Regions from separate parts of the Mus musculus genome. Here region 1 is linked to region 2. The links are chromatin contacts, called in public HiChIP or PLAC-seq maps. All regions are on one chromosome and are shown on one strand. The core of a region is the stretch at or near the end of the contact, and the rest is flanking DNA. Distances in the headings are between cores, read along the strand shown.

Region 1 (4,123 bases), core at 87-2,586, 180 kb before region 2:
AAAATGATATCTGGTCTCCCTAGTAAAGTGACCAGGCCATTCTGATTTACCCAGGACTGTCTTCATTTTAAAATAAACCTTGTCTTTCTCAGACCTAAACAAATTGGGAAAGCCAATTACCCTGGAGCCAGGCCTGGCATCTGTCACCTCCCGACCCCAGGATGAAACTGTAAATGAGGCAGTGTTTTTGCAGCTACAGGAATGGAGATGTCCAGAGCACTGTTGGAGGTGATGCACTTGGTCGATCTTGGGCTAAAAGTGATGCTCATGTGTTTTCCACAAGGACACAGTGGACCTTGCAGATGCAAACTACAGCCCTGTTGATAGCCCAAATGACTGACAGTGCTTACCCAAGGTTGGAAACAATCATCTTCAGAGGGCAAAACAGAGGCCTGGGAGAGGTGGACTTTCTAGATGGTTCATCCTGGCTGGGTCTCCAGCTTTGGCTTCTAAGCAGGACCAGGACTTGTCTCCAGCCACCTGGCATCCCTGAGTCCCTTCACAGTCTCTAGAGTTCTAGCCTCCTTGCCACCCTCGGCCACACAAAGGTCTAGCCGGAGGAACTGCTGTGGGTGCAACCAACCTCAGCGTGTCCCCTCCAGGCTGCAGACTAGACTGTCCCTCCAGCTGGCTCCTCCTACCCCCAGTGTACCCTCTTCTCCTCAGAAGGTTCCAAACAGGTTCTCCTGGCCCATCTGCCAGACTTGCTTGGGGCCATTGAGCCTAGCCAGGAGCAGACAAACAGAAAGACTAAGAGAACTAATTGCTATTTTCTCTTGTGCAGTCCTTTTAGCCCTGCCAAAGGAGGATTCTCATGCTGTAGGGACCCTAATCCTGTGCTGATACCTGGAGGTATCCCAGACACTGAATCCTTCTTGCTCATTATCATGGGCCTGCTTCCAAAATCTGTCCCCTTCCAGGATTGTCCCCCCCAACCCCCCTACTGCTCCCCTGAGCCTTCCAGTTCAGGTTTCTTGGATGCCACTTAGACAAAAGGACGGATAGGTTTTTACCTGGGGCCTGCCAAAGCTAAAGAGATAGGAAACCAGGCCAGGCCATTCCATCCCCAGAGAACAGTGAGAGAAGGGGACCTTTGGGGGAGTTTCTCACTTTCTAAACAGAGATCTGGAGTGGAGACTTCCCTGAGGACAGAGGCCTGTCTCCCTCGAGCTTCATGTCATGAGCGATAAGCAAGAGTTACTGAGAATAAGAAAGCAGTTGTGGTTAGCTTTGGGGACAATTCTCCCAGGCCACTGGGTCCCTTTCTGAGAGGGAAAGCAAGGCCTTTGCCTGTTGCCTGTGCAGCTCAGCACCCCCTCTGCAGCCCCACTTTGCCCTCCATCCTGTTCCCATTGAAATAATCACTGGGTAGGCCCAGCCTGGTTGTGTTGCCATGACAACTGCTCTAATTTCTTTTAATCCCAGTGTTCCTTCCTAAAGGGACCTCCCCAAGCACCCCACCCCCACCCCCACCCTAAACCCCTTGCAATGTGTTTTAATTGTAATGACTCCTGGGTTCTCAATAGGTAATGACCGAGTGTGGGGAGCCAGTGTTGGCCTGGCTCCATCCCCAAAGCTGCTTGCCCAGAGGCGCCAGGCAGGGCTCTGCCCCCCAGCACGAGTCCTGGAGAAACCCTGGGCAGGCTGGAGCAGGGTCTTGCCCATGGGGTGTGTGGCCTCAGTGCTAATGAAGACAAGCAGAGGCCTGAGGGGCCTGAAGGGTTAGGCTCTGTGAGGTTCATGCTCTGAGGTCAGTTGATGGCATGTGGCTCCCAACCGCATCTTCTCTCTCATCTTGAAGGGAATCCACGCACCACTGCCTGCTCTGGCCCCAGGCAGTCACGCTACTCAATGCCTCAGGGTTGTCCCCCCCCTCCCTGCCCCCCCCCCCCACTGTAGCTCGCCCTCCTCCCAGCATTCCTGAGACAGACAGGACTCCCTACACTAAACGCAGCTCCAAGGAAGTCTTTCTGGCAAGACAGTATTTGACAGTGCTATTTATTAATAAAATCAGGGTCCTAAGAAGTTTAAAGAAATAAATGTAACTGTGGAGGTCCAGAGCTATCACTTAAACAAAAATATAGCTTGGTGGATAAAGCTCTTGCCTCACAACTGTGGGAATCGATGTAGGGAGAGCATTGGTAATCCCTGGGCTACTATGGTGAGGTAGAGACAGGAAACTCCTGAGCCAGTGAACAAGAGACCCTGCCTCTCTGACCTCCACGTGTTCATCATGAGGCATGCCCAATGGTACCACTCACACAGGCATCAAGAAGCACGTGGATGGATGGATAGATAGAAGGCACACGCATGTGCACACGTGCGCGTGCACACACACACAAGCACATGCGCATGCATAGGAAGGAAGGGAAGGAAAAAAGAAAGTGTCCAGAGTCCCACATAACCCCAGAGTTCACACCCTCTCGCAGGCCACTTCAGGAGACTCAGATGTGCCCCTTGAGCAGCCAGCAGGCCACAGCCTTGCAAGCACCCTGGAATCCTCACTTACTCATTCCCCGCCCCCCCCCCCAACCCCCTGCAAGTTCCGGTTTGCTTGTGCTTGCTTTTCTAACTGGCTCCGATGCCAGCAGCCTCTCCACTAACCACGGAGCAGTGGAGCAGTTAGGAGTAGCCCTGTCCTCTTCTGAAGGAGCTTGCCTGGGAGATGGAAATGCCCCAGTCTGTGCTACCCAGTGTGTTACAGAGCCCTTCCCCCATGAGGGCTCACTTTGCCAGCCTTACGAGTGAGTTGAAATGTGGTTAGGGCAACCAAAAAGGGAACTTTCAATGGTATTTGACGTTTGTAAAAATTTTAATAGCTGCATTACCTTGGCAGCCACCATACTGGGTAACAGAATGCTCCATTGTGAGGTGCAGGCTCTGGACTTTACATGGCCTCTCACTGGGAAGACAATGCAAACCTGAGTGCAGACAGCCTTGGATCTGCTTCCTGGAGACTCTCGTCCCGGGAGACCTGCACTCAGGAAACCCATCTTCCTGGTCTATGCACGTTCTATCTCTCTGGCTGCTGTCCTTCAATGGACTGCTGAGAAGCAAGCAGAGACTCAAGCAGTTTGCCTATGTCTAGGGGAGATAGCTTCATCAGAGGGCCCAAGGGCCAACGCAGGAACCCTCACCAGAAATAGGAAGGTGTGGGGAGCTTGTCCAGGCAAGGTGGCACACACTTGTGATCCCAGCATTGGGAAGGTGGAGACACGAAGATCCCTGTGGGCTCCTGGTGAGGTAGCCTAGCCTACTTGTTTCAATGAGAGACTGCTGCCTCAAAACCAAAACAAAACAAAAAAAAAAAAAACCAAAACCAAAACAAAAAAACAAACAAAAACCCCAACAACAACCCCCCTCCCCCCAAAAAAAATCAAAATAAAAAACCCTGTAGGTGGGTAGTGCCTGAGGAATGAATGTCAGCTAAGGTTGACTTCCACATGCATGCAACGAGCATATGTACAGCTTCCTGTACACACGTGAGCACCTCTACGTGTACACACACACACACACACACACACACACACACACAGAGAGAGAGAGAGAGAGAGAGAGAGAGAGAGAGAGAGCCTAAAATCTGCCCAAGGCCTGAAAGAATTCACACAGTCTTGGGGAAGTGAGTTCCACTGAGTTCACAGGGCCACCAGAAGCCATCAGGTGCTGCCCCAGACAGCTCATTCCTTCCCAGGGATTCCAGCAGACAGGTTTCGGTTGGCGTACCAGTGTTGCAGAGTCCCTTGGTCCCCATCTGTTCCTTCCCTGGCTCTCCCAGGCCACGCTTCCCCTTCTCACACTGAAATATTAGATGTTCAGTTGGGAGTCCAGCAGCAACATATTTCTGAAATTGTGTGTGCATTTTTTTTCCTTCTAATTTAATGTGCCAGACAAGCCTCCGTGTAATTAAAACCAGAAAGGGACCAGACTTAGACAGAGATTTGAAGGCTGTAAAATTCTAGGACAGGTTTATGTAAAGCAATTAAAAAGGGAGTTAAAAATTGTTAAAAAATTAAACACTAATTACTTTTTTCCCCCCTCCTCTCATTTCTGCCGAGTTGTTCTGGCCACGGAGCTTGAAGAAAAATATAAAGGGGGAGGGGGAGAGGGGGAGTTTCGCTTCATT
Region 2 (4,482 bases), core at 1,647-4,146:
TACCTGTCTATTGCACTCAGATTTTTTTTCATGGGTTCTTAGGGACCGAACTCAGGTCTTCATGCTTGCGTGGCTTCAACTGAACCATCTCCCTAGTCCCTATTCTTGATCATAAATCTCATTGTCTTCTGGGGAAAAATAACTATGGAGAAGGATTTCCCAAACACTCTGATCTCTGCAAGATTCAACAGGGCTGGGAGGGGAGCCAGGGTTTTGTGGATGCTATAATTATTTAAGGGCCTCAGGGTGTGTGAAGAGGGGATCAGAGACTAGATTGGTATGTCTGTCATTTAAGGAGAAACCCAACTGAGTCCATGTCTTCTTAACTTCTGGTAACCATACTTGGAGCTTCCTGTCTATCTTTCCATCGGCTGGTCTCTACAGAAAAGCTCAAAGCTCCCAGGACCTGTGTGTGTGTGTGTGTGTGTGTGTGTGTGGGATCTAGTCTTGAAGGCTCTATCCCAGAGACTGACCCCATCCTTTTGCTCTGCTGGAATCCACTGCTCTCCCTCCTCCCTCTAGACAGATTCTGTTGATGACCTTAGGTTGGGTCTCAAAGGAGGGGAGCATCAAAAAGATGATGAGTGCAGGAAGAGGTAAATGTGGCTGACCCATGCTCCCTAGAGGGAGGGAGGGCTCTCAGCAGGATTCAATTAATGGACGGTGAGGAGGGGGTGGACAGTGAAGGGGGGCAGTTCCTGGACTTCTGCTTTTTAGGATGGCAAAAAGCTGATTTGAAGGACATGTAAGTAAGCAAGTGGCCGGTGCTGCTCCGGGGTCTCCTCTAATGCGTTTTTCCATCCCTCAGTGGAGTCCCAGGGATTTGGAGAAACCCTAGTGTCCAGCGAAGCCACTTATTGCCAGAAAGTTCTCTAAGGTTTGATCTTTGCAGGCTCTGGGATGAAATTTGAAAAAGAAATGGAAAAGAGGTAACTGAGATTTAGCGCACTGACAGAGCACCTGACTAGCACATGCAACAATCTGGGTTCAATTCCCAGGACCGTTGAGAGAGAGAGAGAGAGAGAGAGAGAGAGAGAGAGAGAGAGAGAGAGAGAGAGAGAAAGAATACAGAGATATGGTGTGCAGGAGGAACCAAGGGTCTTAAAAACAGTCTAGACTTAAACATACCCGCCAGACATCCACGCCACCTGAGCCTCAGAGGTAGTTAGCATCAGTTATGTCCACAGTGTTAAAAGATGTTTGGTTCCTGTCCATTTTAAGACTCTGGAAAGCCAAACATGCCCTTCCCGTTGAGAAGATCTTTTTTTATTTTTGAGGTAGTGTTTTGTTATAGCCTCTATCCACCTCAAACTCACCATCCTCCAACCTCAAACTCCTACATGCTGGAACTGAGAAAAGCCCTCCTTTTAGAGAGGCTGCGGTTCCCTTACTCTTTGAGGTAGCAAGTGGTGACATCTCCCTGGGTCTCTGTCTCTACACAGGAGCTGGGGTTGTGCAGCCATCCCATGGCTGGGGTGCTGTCTATAGGCAAGCAGGTTCCAGAAATCTCTAGTGCCTTGTGTCTCAACTCCTGTGAAAGACAATGGGAAAGAAAAGATGAAAACCAAATCAGTCCTAAGATGTGTTAGGAGAGTCCAGACATAAATATAAAACTGTGGACCCGGATGCTTTAAAACCAGAGCGGTAAACCCTGCTTCCCTCCAGCCTCCCTTAGCATCAAGTGATGTTCTTTCTCATTCTTGACTGGCTTACAAGGGTAACCCACACAGAATTTTGCTTTGTCTTCTGAGATGAAGACTCACTGTTTCAAGTTCATACTCTTCATCCTGGCTGTACTCTCAGCCATCAAGTCCTCCCAAGCATCAGGGTTCTAGAGTTGATCCACTAAACTAGTGTTAAAAGTCTAAGCTTCATGAGGAATATAAAACAAACGAAGGAGTTTAATACTGGCGTAGAGTTCTCAGCTTTCAAGAGTTGGAATTGGCACTAGACCCAAATTCTGAGTTTACCAGTGTATCATCATGCTCTGGTTTTCTGCCCTCTTCATCACAAAGCCCAGATACAGGGAAATGACCCAGGTAGTTTGGTAAAGGAGCAGAGATGGGCAGTTTCAGAAGCCAACCAGGCTCCAAGGGTCTTAGGATCTGTCCCTTCCCTCTCTCTCCAGTCTAGCCTCCTGTCAGGTCTGGACGGAAAGGGATCTCCTATGACCCATGCATTCCATAAAGGGCTGGTCACTATCTATCTGGTGTTTCTCATCCTGTGCGCTGCGACTACCTTGAAATCAAATGACAGGGGTTGGATATCAACTATCCTGCAAATCAGTTCTTTACATTGCGATTCATAACAGTAGTGAAATTACAGTTATGAAGTAGCAACAAAAATAATTTTATGATTGGGGGAAACTGTATTAAAGGGTTGCAACATTAGTTAGGAATTGGACAGACATTCTTCTCTCTGCCCAGTTCTACCTAGTCTGGTCTCATCTGCTTTCTTCGTCAGTGCCTTAGAAACACCTTCAACAAATATTAGCACAAGCTAACTCTGGCTCCTACTGTATCTTGCTTGTAGCATCCTCCCAGTATTTGGTGAGAGGCCTACCCTTAGGTACCTGGCATCCAGCAGAGATTTATAGAGAATTCCAGAACTGGGAGTGGTCTGAAAATAACTTTGCGTTCCACTTCCCGTCCTGGGAGAGAGCGAGACTGGGGCGGTGGATAGGCCCGCCTCTCTGCCAGGGCTCTGCATCCCCTCTTATGTATCTTTTTCACTTGGACCAGTATATAAAGAGCTATTTTAGGTGTCCGAGCTTCTAAGCAGTAGAGGTTGAACAAAACTACTGCGGGTGGGACAAATCCTCAACCTTAATCTTGGCCCTTGAAGTGAGGGCTATTTGAATACGACGTGCTGTTTATGCAAATCCCATGCAAATCAGGGCGACTGGATTAACTGAAGGGGGGAAACCCCAAGCTTCCCAGCACTGGGACCTGCTTCAGTAAAGAGGAGGGGTTTTGTTTTGTTTTGTTTTTTTTTGTTTTTTTTTTATTTAAGCGTCATTTTGTGTTTTTGAAACTCCTGCACCTGCAGCCTCAGCCAGGACAAAGTCGCTGTCCCAACTTGGCTCTTTGCGTCTGTGGAGCCTAAGGGTGAAAAGGGAGGTTGTTTTAAGCTCTGTCAACAGGGCCCTCTCTAGAGTCCACCACACCTTAAACCGGCTGGCGGAGGTTTCTGCAGGGAGTGAGTGTGGGGAGATGGTCAGCAACAGGAAAAGCTCTCTCTAGGGACACTGGTTTAGAGGAGATCGGGGGTGGGGGGGTGAGGGGGTGGGAGGGTAGGGGTGGTGTCTCACCAAAACAAGGACAGAAGTAGCAACCTCTTTGGGGTGGGAATCCTCTGTGTAATAAGAACTGAATATCCTATTTGAAAACACAGCCAGTTGCCATTTGACATCTTTGGAGACTCGGGCTCAGCCACTCAGCTTGCATATTTATGCAAAACAAAATGCAAATGAACCCATTGAACTCTTTGTCTCTATCCTGCCAAGCTGGAATCCTGGGTCCCCGACAGTATCTTCTATGCCTTTGTCCTCTCCTAAAGAGCTTTTTAAAAGTAGGACATGGCATCCCTGAAGGCTCCTTCGTGACATTCAACTCAATGACTGTATTTACTGAGGTCCTACTAAGTGCCAAGAACCACAGTGGGTCGCAAGGAAGTAAGTGGAAAAAAAAGTCAAGCGATGGTCCCTGAAGAATTCATGAGATCTTGTGAGATTTCCAGTTCTGGGTAATCTCTTAATTATTAATTCGACAAACAGGTATTAGGCGCCGACTGTATGCCAACCTAGCCTCTCATCACTGGGGATCTAGTAGGAGAGGGTTCTGCCCTTATGACCTTCCATCTTAATGGAAGAAACGGACAAACTGAGACAGGGATGTGTACGAATGATGTGCCTACAGATAGTGATAATGACGAACCAGAAAATAAATAGGGAGGTGTTTTATTATGGCCGTGAGGTAGGAAGGCCTAGGTTGGTAAGAATCAATAGCTGTTAAATCCTGTTTTTAAACTCATTTAAAGCAGCCACAAAGAGAACAAAGGGCAGAATTTTTTTTTTAACCAATTATCTATACCGTTATATCTCACTGTCTATCTTAAGTAGTTTGATGATTCTATTAGTCAAGGAATCCCATTATCAGTGTGTGCTGGAAGGGTGTTGTATGTGGTAATGTACATATGGAAGCTAGATGGTATGATATTGTCCTTCAGGTGTTGCTTTTTGTTGTTGTTTTTAATTGAGACAGGGTCTCTTAATGGCCTGGATCCACCTCTCTCCTCTCCTCATGACTAGAATGATCAGTACCAGCCTTTTTATTACCTCTTTGCATGTGCGTGTAAATGTGTGTATGCATGCTCACATGGGTGTGTACGCCAATGTGTGCATGTGTGTGTGGAGGCCCAAGGTTGATGTCAGGAATCTTTTATCAGCCTTTCACCTCCATTGGAGGCAGGGTTTGTCAGTCA

The links. HiChIP or PLAC-seq counts read pairs in DNA pulled down with a chosen protein or histone mark.
Region 1: a contact with region 2 is called in an H3K27ac HiChIP or PLAC-seq map of neural progenitor cells, with 7 times the contacts expected there. The contact joins two enhancer-like sites. A contact is called at or near these places in 1 of 484 Hi-C or Micro-C datasets (the 3T3-L1 cell line), 3 of 115 datasets of contacts at active chromatin or transcription factors (embryonic basal ganglia, neural progenitor cells and pancreatic cancer cells) and 1 of 9 other capture datasets (embryonic tail).

Annotation. Positions count from the first base shown.
Region 1 is chr11:113,014,459-113,018,581 of GRCm38.p6, reverse strand. No RefSeq gene overlaps it. Among named protein-coding and RNA genes, the nearest start is that of Gm39467, 120 kb to the left of the region's middle. RefSeq lists an enhancer at 3,621-4,123. Within about 2 kb of position 1,336, at least 46 of the 459 cell types and tissues checked have an H3K27ac peak or open chromatin away from gene starts, as enhancers often do. A contact at or near this core is called in embryonic basal ganglia and neural progenitor cells, where this site is marked.
Region 2 is chr11:112,838,920-112,843,401 of GRCm38.p6, reverse strand. No RefSeq gene overlaps it. Among named protein-coding and RNA genes, the nearest start is that of 1700012H19Rik, 16 kb to the right of the region's middle. Within about 2 kb of position 2,896, at least 39 of the 459 cell types and tissues checked have an H3K27ac peak or open chromatin away from gene starts, as enhancers often do. A contact at or near this core is called in embryonic basal ganglia and neural progenitor cells, where this site is marked.